Regions from separate parts of the Mus musculus genome. Here region 1 is linked to region 2. Evidence: chromatin contacts called from public promoter capture Hi-C data. All regions are on one chromosome and are shown on one strand. The core of a region is the stretch at or near the end of the contact, and the rest is flanking DNA. Distances in the headings are between cores, read along the strand shown.

Region 1 (4,800 bases), core at 134-2,633, 1.3 Mb after region 2:
ATGTCAGGATGAGGTCATCTCCATTTGACAAAGGAAAGAACAAGAACCCAGAAAGAGAGCATGGTAGGTCCACTTACAAGGCTAGGGCTCCGAGACACCCAGGCCAGTCAACAGTGGTCCAATGATCTTCTCTGTGAAGAAGAATTTCCTAGACAGAAAAGGGAACGTCCCTTTAACTGTGCAGGAGCTAGGTCTAGGGAGATGGCTCAGTGGTTAAAGTGCTTGTCACACAAGCAAGAGGACCAGTGTTTGGATCTTCAGGACCCATGTAAATGCCAGGTAAACATGACAGCCCAGCTGTAATTCCAGTCTCAGAAAGCAGAGACGAGGATCCCGGAGCCAGCTGCTTGGAGAGACTAGCTATATTAGCAAGCTACGGGTTTGACTGAGAGACTCTACCTCAAGGAATCGATAGAAGAGTGACTAAGGATGCTTTCAGCTGAAAAAAATGCCTCCCTCGGATTCATCTGTGAAGAAGTCTGCGTGGCATTCTCCTGAATGATGATTACTGTGGGAGGGTCCAACCCACGGTGAGCAATGCCAGCCACCCCAGGGCAGATGGTCTGGTTGTACAGGACAGCAAGCTGAGCAAATGAGAAAGACCAAGCCAGGAAGCAGTGCCCTTCCACACAGGACCTCCCTCCACTTCAGTTCTTGCCTCCATACTCCTGCCTTGAGTTCCTACCCTGACTTCCCTCAGTGATGGACTGTGATGGAGACCTGTGAACCAAATAAACCCTTTCCTGCCCAAAGGGGTTTTAGATCGTGGTCTTTACCATAGCAATAGAAAGCAAATTAGAACAGCAAGCAAATTCACCAACAGGGAATCTATAAATCCACTGTTGATATAAATCTGTACACAAACACACACTACCGCACCTGTTGCCTAGATGCTGCCTGGAGTCCAGTGGTCTGCTCATAACTAAACAGCTCTTAAGTGGTTGGATGTGAACCCAAGGGATACTCTCCCAGATTTCCCTCCATCAAAAACATGCTTGGATCTCCCCCACATCCTCCTTTACAGACCCCAAAAATCTCCGGTGCTGTATTGCACGGGCTCCAGAAGATCCAAAAGAAGAGATTTGCAAGCCAGGCCTGCCCTCTGGCTCCCAACTGTCTAGAGCAAGCTCCTCCTACCTCCCAGGAAGGGGTCAAAGGAGCTGATGGCCTGTAAGCGCTTGAGTTGGGAGCTATTGTCTTTGCTTTCCTCCGCACACAGGCCTTTCCCATTAAGGCTAATGTTTCTATTCCGCTGATGTCCCACTGAGCACAGTGGGACCTGCCAGGTCCTCCCCGCAGCTGGAACTGAGAGCCCTTTGCTGCAGGGCTGGGGCCTGGAAGGGAGCAAGCCAGCACAGCACGTTCCGTTCCGGAAAAGGACAAACTCTCCAGTGGACAGTCATCCCTCACAACCCTTTCCACAGAGCCAGCACACAGCCCGCCCGCCCGAGGCTTGCTTTTAGAAACAGAGATCATTTTCTCTTCCTTTGCTTTCCAGGGTCCGGAGGTGAAGAAGCCCCCCCCCAACCCCAACACCCCCCCCCAAAGAGCCCCGCTGGCAAGTTGTGGCACTTTGAGAAAGTCCTGAGCTTTGAAATTAGGCACATCAAGTCCAAATACAAAGCCATTAGCTGTGAGTCCCACCCACCTGCAGTGAGCCTGTTTTCTTATCACAGATGTGGCCTGCTTGCTTGGCACAGCTCCAGAATAAACAGCTGCAATCCTATACGCTCTGCTGTTCCAAGACTGACCTGGGACCAGCAGCCTAGGTACGACCTTTGAAAAATGCAGCAACTCATCCTCCTCCTTGTGCAACGCCCCCTCCGCCCCTCTGCCAGGCCTACCCGAAATCTGCCTGGTAACAGACCAGAGAGTTCATAAAGGGTACACAACCTGCTCTGGCACCTGCCCAGCCTGTGGGAAGTGCCCAATGAACAGCAGTTATTAGCTGTTATCCCATTATCTGGAGCCCTCAAATCATATATATATATGTGTGTGTGTGTGTGTGTGTATGATTTGTATATGTATATATACAAATATATGTATATCTTTATGTGTGTATACCTATATTATATATTTATGTGTATATGCATAGATATACATACATACATATACACACACATTACATATACATATACATATACATATACATATACATATACATATACATATACATATACGTATACATCTGTTAACTAATGGAGGGCTGGGGCATCTTAGAAAGGCAAACAACTAAAAACTCAGGGATTCGATGTGAGAGAGCACAGAGGAGGGGAGACTTGAGCAGGGTATTTGGCCCCAGCCTCTGCTTTCCTTAAAGCACACCCTGCCCCTTCCTGCACCCAGGCTTTTCACCCTGCACTGCACTGCACTCCAGGCTCTGTGCTGCTCTGGGGCCTGGGGAAAGAACGATAAATAAAGGCATTAGCCCCTCCTAATGGCATTAGCCCCTCTGTCCCTATTCACAGACACACACAGTGCTCTTCCCAACCTGCCTAGGTGCTGCGAAGAGGCCACCAGGAGGAAAGAATAGTAAATATAGCTGGGGGTCAGAAGATGAAGTGGCCTGCAGGCTTTCTGGGAACAGATAACACTCTGAACAGTCTCATGCTTCCTATTATAACCTCCTCTCTTACTATCACCTCCACCTTCTGTGTGGTGCGTGGGTATGTATGTGTGTGCAGTATGTGTGTGTGGTAGTATGGGTGTATGTTGTGTCTGTGGTATGTGTATGTATATGAGCAGTGTATGTGGGGTGCATATGTGTGTGTGTGTGTGTGTGTTGTCTGTGTGGTGTGTGTGTATGTATATGTGCATATTATGAATGTGTGGTGTGAATGTGTGTATAGTATGGGTGTGTCCCTGTGTTCATGTGTGTGGCATGTTTATTTTTTACATAGCTGGGTGTTATTATATAAATTCCTGCATTGCTTTGAAGCTAATACTATTACATAAGAACTGTCCTATGTGTGACAGGCATGGTGAACAGCCCTCACGGGATCTGGGCCTTTATGCATTTTAAACGTTCTTATTACACTTTACTGCCTGGGGCACACATGCTCCAACACACATATGGATGGCAGAGCAATGAGAACAGGAGATACATAGAAACTAATAGGTAGACTTGGGGCAGGGACCCTGACAGTGAGCAGGTGTGGATCTGGGGCAGGGACCCTGACAGTGAGCAGGTGTGGTCTGGGGCAGGGACCCTGACAGTGAGCAGGTGTGGTCTGGGGCAGGGACCCTGGTTAGGGGCAGGGACCCTGACAGTGAGCAGGTGTGGTCTGGGGCAGGGACCCTGGTTAGGGGCAGGGACCCTGACAGTGAGCAGGTCTAACTCTTGCCCTTGTTCAGAAGTCCGGCCTGTTTCTGGTTCTTGCCAGGCTTGGCATGTCAGAAAAGAGCTCTTTGTTTCTTGCCATCTCTGGTCCTCAGTGAGCACCATGCCCAGCAACTGTGCCCGAGATGTAACTGGCACTGCAGTCCAGGCACTCATTCCTCTTTCTGAGCAGCTTTCGAGTGGATCTCTGGGTTTTCGTGGTGGAGATGAACTTTATCTATTTCCCAATTCCAAGCAGACTCCCCTAGGATTTTAGAAGCTCAGCTCTTGAGGGAAGGAATGTTATAGTGGTCTAGGAGGCCATTAATGATGGAGCCCTACCTCAGACTATGCTTGGGACCCACTTCCCATTTCCCTGGCAACACTAAAAAGGTAAAAATCAGTTTCCCCACACCTTGGGCTTTGAAATACCAGGTAAAACTATAAAGAGATTAAGGCTTTGTTGAAGCCTATTAAATCAAAGCTATTTCCTCGTGGTCAAAAGAATGGCCCTGGGTGAAAACTTGACATTCTGATCTGCTCTAAAGATTAAACACTACAACAATTGTCTCCTCCCTTAAGAGTTAACCCAACTGGGCCTGTCAATCAACTGTGGAGTCCACCCCACAGGAAAGCTGAGTAACAAGAAAACATGCTAAGAATGTGGGAGGAATAATTATCCCCTTAATGAGCCTTGTACTTACCCTTCACAAAAGCCCCTCCCACGGTACAGCCACTCAACAGATTTTTCATCCTGTAGCACTGCAGAGCCTGCCTAGAACTGTATCTCCCTCCCCTGCCCCTCCTTCCCGAACATGCTTTCCTGAGCACCCTGGGTTTTCTCATTTGTCCCCTAAAGCTTCATCTAAGTAAGCGCTTGTCTGCCTGGGGCTGCTGGCTGATTCCCATGGCTCAACACCATGCCTACCTCAAATGGCATGGCTTTCTCTTTCTCCTCTCATCTCCTGTCTCCTGGCAGCTGCTGAGATTTACAGCTTGCTTGCCCTGTTGTTTCCCCCCTCAAACTCTAATATAATTGTTCTTAAGCTTCCTTCCAAGTCTCTCTCTGTCTCTCTCTGTCTCTCTCTGTCTCTCTCTCTCTCTGTCTCTCTCTCTCTCTCCCTCTCTCTCTCTCTATATATATATATATATACATATATACACACACACACACATATATATACATGTATCACACACACACACACATATATCAGTGAGACTAAAAGAGGGCGTGCCCAATTCCTGAGAGTTAGTTCTCTCCTAATATGTGGGTCCTAGAGAGCAAACTCACAGTATCAGGTTTGGTAGGCCCTCTGGGAGTGTAACCTAGCTAGTATTGACTTCTGGGGCTAGGCCTTCAAGGTGATACATGTTTCTGGTTCTGGTTTGAGCTCTGTGCTTCCAGATCTCCCAACAGGTGAAGAACTTCCACCTTCCACTCTTACTACAAATATGGAGCCACCCTAGACACTGTGCTTCCT
Region 2 (5,306 bases), core at 2,342-4,841:
ATGGCAAACAGGCTGGCTGCGAGGGTGGAGACTGGAGCCAGGCTATCAGGACTGGAATTTCTGTTCTTCCATTTGCTAAATGTTGCCCTTAGGAGACTACTTAACTTGTGTGTGCCTCAGTTCTCAACTAGAGAGTAGGGCTTATAATAAAGATAATTAGGGAGCAGTCTGCAAGGTCTATGGTCCTGTTTTCTGCAGACAATAGTCTGAGACATTTGCAATCAGCCATTTCCTCGTCCCTGGTTAACTGGAACTCATGGGGCAATTTCTCCTGGCCCGGGGCCAGAGTACCAGGTACTTGGTCAGATCGCATCTTTCTTGACTGAATAGTGTTCATTCCTAAGGTACAGTGAGATCTAGTTTTACTCAGGTCAAAATTCAGACCTCACATCTCCAACTCTTCACAGTGACTGTATTTGCTAGCTTTCCCCCTCCCGTGTCAGCATGTGTGATTTGTCTTCTGGTGGAGCTGGGCACCCACTCACTGGGACCAGCTCAATCACAGGATGGGGCTTGTGAGCAATTTGAGATCACTGCGGTTGAGGGTGGAGGATGAAACAGTGCTACCCCATTCCCGTAGCTAGGCGTGACCTGTGCATTGCAACATTGATAACAGTGATTTGAGGTAAGAGGAGAGAGGACAAGAGGAATGGCATGTGGGGTCTTGCGAAGTGCTAAGAACCTTGCCAGAGTTCAGATGGCCGTTAGTCCTGAAGTTAACCTTGCTGGCCTTCACTTTAAAGACAAAGAACATCACAGAGGGACTTAGTGGGAACTGTATTTTCCATCTGCATCTTATGATAATTTTCAGGATGATACATGGTGCTAGGCGACTACTCTCCTACCTCTCTCTTTTGTCTGTTTACTTAGCAATGTTTTTATTACTTATAATATCTAATACAACATAATGATAGATAATTATTGAAGAAATAATGTCCCCAAAAGTCCATACACATTTAGTTCTGATGTAATCCTCCTGGCATCTCCATTTCCCCAACCCCTTTCCCACTGGATTTTTCTGCCTCTGTAATTTCCTCTTCCCCTATCATCCCTTTGGCCTCAGTTAAGTCATGATGTTTGTCATCAAGAGATAAATGAGCAAGCGACATGACGCTAGTTAAAGCACTTGCTTCTACAAAGGACCTGGGTTCGATTCCCAGCACCCACATGGTGGCTTTCAGTGGTCTGTAACTATAGTCCCAGAAGATAAAAAACAAACAAACAAACAAACAAACAACCCTCTTCTGGCTCTGCATGCACTTCAGACCTGTACTGCACATAAATACATGCAGACAAAATACACACAGAAGAGTTAATTAATTTAAAAATTATACAATATATTTTGTTATACTCTTTCCCCTTCTCCACTGTGCCCAGATCCTGCCATTTCCACTCACTCAACATCATATTCTTTCTCTCTCTTAACACAAAAATCAGCCTAGATGTCCATCAACAGATGAACTGGTAATGAAATGGGTTACACATGCAAGGTGGAATTGTATTCAGTTGTAAAGTAAAACCAAGTTATAAAATTCATAGGAAAACATAGAAGTAAGAAACATTATATTGGTAACCCAGGCTTAGAAATAAAACTACCTCTTCCTTGCCCACATGCAGATCCTAGCTTCTAAATGTTAACTACAGTTAGATCGTAGTAAGTATAGGAAAAGGCCAGGAAATTCAAAAGAGCCCAAGGGAAGGAGGAGGAGGCCAAGCCTACTGGCAATATAGTCCCCACGCCCAACAGCTAAATGAAGGTACCTCGTAAACACTAGGACTCACCACTCTAACTAGTTTAGGGCCAAACCAAAGGAAACCTCTAGGAGACCCTGAAGCCCTGCTTATCCTCGGCCATGTAGGCTGTCCTGACGCCACCAGGGGGAGCCCTTGTGTTGGGACCATGGGGATGTTGGAGGCCCAATGGCCCCTGGGGCGCAGAGCTGTGCTGAGCATAGGTCATAAAGGACCCTTGGCCTTGAGGAAAGACAGCAAAGGACTGTGAGCAGTGCTGGGCAAAGTGAAAATCGTGCAGTCGGTTACCTCTTAGGGGACAAGCAAGCAGTACTTCCTACCTACTCTCCTTCCCCTGCTCCTGTCAAGACAAGGGAATCTTATTATTTTAAGACTTTTTGTTTCCATTATAAATACTGTTTATTATGAATTTCTGTGTTCAATACACAAAATAAAATTTAAGTATTTAAGGTAATCATGGGATATATACAATTTATTCTGATTATTGCTAAAATCATGTTCACATTCAAGCCTTGAAGTCTGAGGAGCCAGTGTTTATACATGGAAGCATGCTGTCTAATGTGTATCTCACATAGGGTCTGACAGTGACTCTGGAGTGGACAAAGTACTGGTCCCATGTCTCGCCTACCCAACAGTGGGTGTTGTGTGGTAGTCAGCACACCTTCACTGTCCTCTCAGTGTTGCAGCGTCTCAGGGACGCCTCGATGGCCTACGGTTACCGACCTTTTTTAAGACTTTGAAAGCCAGGCATGGTGGTGCATGCCTTAAATCATAGCACTAGGGAGACACAGGCAAATAGATCTCTGTGAGTTTGAGGCCAACCTGGTCTACACAGTGATAGCCAGGATAGCCAGGGCTATAAACAGAGAAGACAACAATAATGATTTGGTTGGAGGCATTCCAAGTTATAATGTGAGTTTGAAGGCAGCTTGAGTAGGAGAACCTGCACCAAACAACAACCAAACAGACAAACAAACAAAAACATTTTTTTTTTTAGTCCATAAAAAGCAATGAAACTCAGCAGGCCGTATATAAATCAGAGCACCTGCCCACCTCCAATCCCCAGGACAGCTGAGAGATCTGCTGCCCCACCCCCACCCCCACCCCAAATCTAGGAACTGAAGTTTGGGTTTCCAGCCAGGATCAGCTCAGGCAGGAAACAGCAAAGAAATCAGAACCCGGAGTCATTGTCCATCAGAGCTCCTTTCCTTCAGCATCCTACCAGCATCACTCCGAGCTAGTTAAGGCCATCTCTCCAAGCTCCAGTTAGTGCCCTGCTAAAAGGAGGACAGCTGAACTTGATTCCAGGGCTACTTGTAAGAGCTAAAGGGATTCATGTCTTAAAACACCGCGACCATGCCTGTCTTTAAAAACAGGTGTAATTTATTTCAGCTTCCGCTCACCCCCCCCCCCCCCCCAATAAAAGCACCTGCCAGCTTAGCGACACTTAAGAGCTTTCTTTTCTAGGAGCCCTGAGCAGCTTTTGTGAAATTAAGTAGCCATCAGCAGGGGCGGAGTTGGGTGAGGGCGCTCACTAAAGGAGATCACGGTGTCCTGAGCTTTTTTTTTTTTTTTTTTCAGTCTAACTTTAGGGACAAGATGTACTCAGCTCTCAGAAACTCCCCCAGATGGGATGTGATGGGAGAGGACCCGACTCAGGCACAAAATGAAACCAGTGCAAAGGGAGTGATGGCAAGGAAGCCCGGGACCAGTGGCCTTCTGCCCACACACCGGCCCCTACCCCTATGCAGCAGGTCCGGCTGGCAGGATGGAGGCCCGCCCACCCGAGAGAGGGAGGAGCCACAGCCCAGGTGGAGCAGGTGAGGAGCCCCGGCTCCAGCTCCTCCGGGACAGGCGAAGTGACTGCAAGCTGGCTGGCGGAGGCGAGAGCATTGTTGGCCCCAGGATCCAACTCTGGGAAGCTGGCATTGTCTCCCAGTCGCTGCCTAGGAGGACCACAATGGAGGAGGTAAGGCACCCGCTCGCGTGTGGGCTGTAATCTTGCGAACTTTAGTTCCTTCCAAAGGAGGAAGCTCTAGGGAAAGAGCTGCCAGTGTGTCCTGGGCCGGGCCAAACATGTCAGGTGTCCCGCTATGAAACTGGCATGCTGGCCTTGCTCAGGCAGCCTGTGCCCTCTGTCTCTATAGAACCCGAGGAGCTCTCTCTAACTCAGGGCACAGTTCAAGTGCCTGTCACTTCATTGTTGACTTTCCTTCTCTGTCCGGCCTCTGCGGTGGCAGATGGGTGTCCAGGTTCAAGGACAGAGCATGACTCTGGGAAAAGGTAGCCTCGTAGTAAGTGATATGCCCTGTGGCATTTTTTACATCGCTGTTCCCTAAGAACTCTGTGGGCTGGGGCAAAAGTGCTAATGCCCTTGAGCCCTAGGGATCTATCTCACTTAAGTGAGACCGAAGGTGCATGAAAAAACAGAGCCCAGGCTTGCGGTAGCTCCAGAGGCTGGGGTGTTGAAAAGCTAAAGCCAGTCTGAGCCACACAGGGGGACACTGGAGGATTTTGGTTTTGACAAAAGCAACGCGAGGGTTTGAATGGCTTCGATCAGCTGGATGCTGTTAGCATAGTCAGAGATTTTGCCTGGCTAACCCCATCCCTTCTAGTCCTTGCCCTGCTGTTCTGTTAGTGACTTGCATTTCACAGATATATACAAGCATGTTGTGCCATGTCTCTATTACATATTTGGGAACAAAGTTATTTACTATTGAAATTGTGTTACTTCCCACCCAGATGTTTGGTTTACAGTCAGGATGGTGGATTCGCTCATCTGTGGCTGGCAAGGATTGCTCTGGAGTTTTAAAGGGGTGCTTGCATCTCTGGCAACACTGGTACCTCTGGTGGTTCACACCATTCAGTTAGTTGAGTTTTGGAAAGGGGGAGCCAAGAACCCCAGTTCCAGCCCATTTGTGGTGCTACCATGTTTAGAAACTACTTCCTTTAGTGGGGTGGGGGAAATTATTTTATTTAGAAAGGGTATGGATTTACAGCCCAGACTGGCCTCAACCTTTTAAATGCTTGAATTACAGGCAGGTGTCACCATGTCAACCTCTATTGGTCAACTTTTGGGACCTTCTTCCGAGTTGGCAACTTGCCAGGCTGAACTGATTCAGCCTGTGGATTCAGAAAAAAGAAAAGAAAAGAAAAGCATTTACATTCTGCCCTCTCTGGCTAGCCAGCATCCGAACTGCCCACCACCACTTCTGCTTATCAACCTGATGGGACAAAGACCTGGAGGTCATTGTCCCTGGGGTTTTTAGGTGAAGAAGCTGAAGGGCAGTACATTATTGCTACATGGTATGGCACCACCAGTCAGAACAGGGCTAGGGCCTAGGCTCAGGTTGGTGAATCATAGCTCCTGGGAGCCGGCTCTAAGCCAGGCAGCAGGAGCAAGAATTAATTACTCCAGCCGAACAGACAGGATGTACAAAAAGTACCAAAGGACGTATTTGCTTCCTAGTAACATTTTATAGAACAAGAAAAATCAGTGCACGTCTTCCTCTGCTCAGAAAGATGAGGGGGAAGGACCCAAAGAGAAATATGGG

What was found. Promoter capture Hi-C pulls out the DNA fragments that hold promoters and counts their contacts.
Region 1: a contact with region 2 is called in a promoter capture Hi-C map of the C10 cell line. The contact joins the enhancer-like site here to the promoter of Fyb2 in region 2. A contact is called at or near these places in 2 of 39 promoter capture datasets (the C10 cell line and cranial neural crest), 3 of 484 Hi-C or Micro-C datasets (the AtT-20 cell line, cortical neurons and embryonic fibroblasts) and 1 of 9 other capture datasets (embryonic stem cells).

What each region holds. Positions count from the first base shown.
Region 1 is chr4:106,198,703-106,203,502 of GRCm38.p6, forward strand. No RefSeq gene overlaps it. Among named protein-coding and RNA genes, the nearest start is that of Gm12724, 36 kb to the right of the region's middle. Within about 2 kb of position 1,384, at least 66 of the 459 cell types and tissues checked have an H3K27ac peak or open chromatin away from gene starts, as enhancers often do.
Region 2 is chr4:104,909,970-104,915,275 of GRCm38.p6, forward strand. It overlaps Fyb2 (FYN binding protein 2), which reads left to right and starts at 3,592. Exons shown (of 20, transcript NM_001162980.2): 1 at 3,592-3,721. The coding sequence starts at 3,713.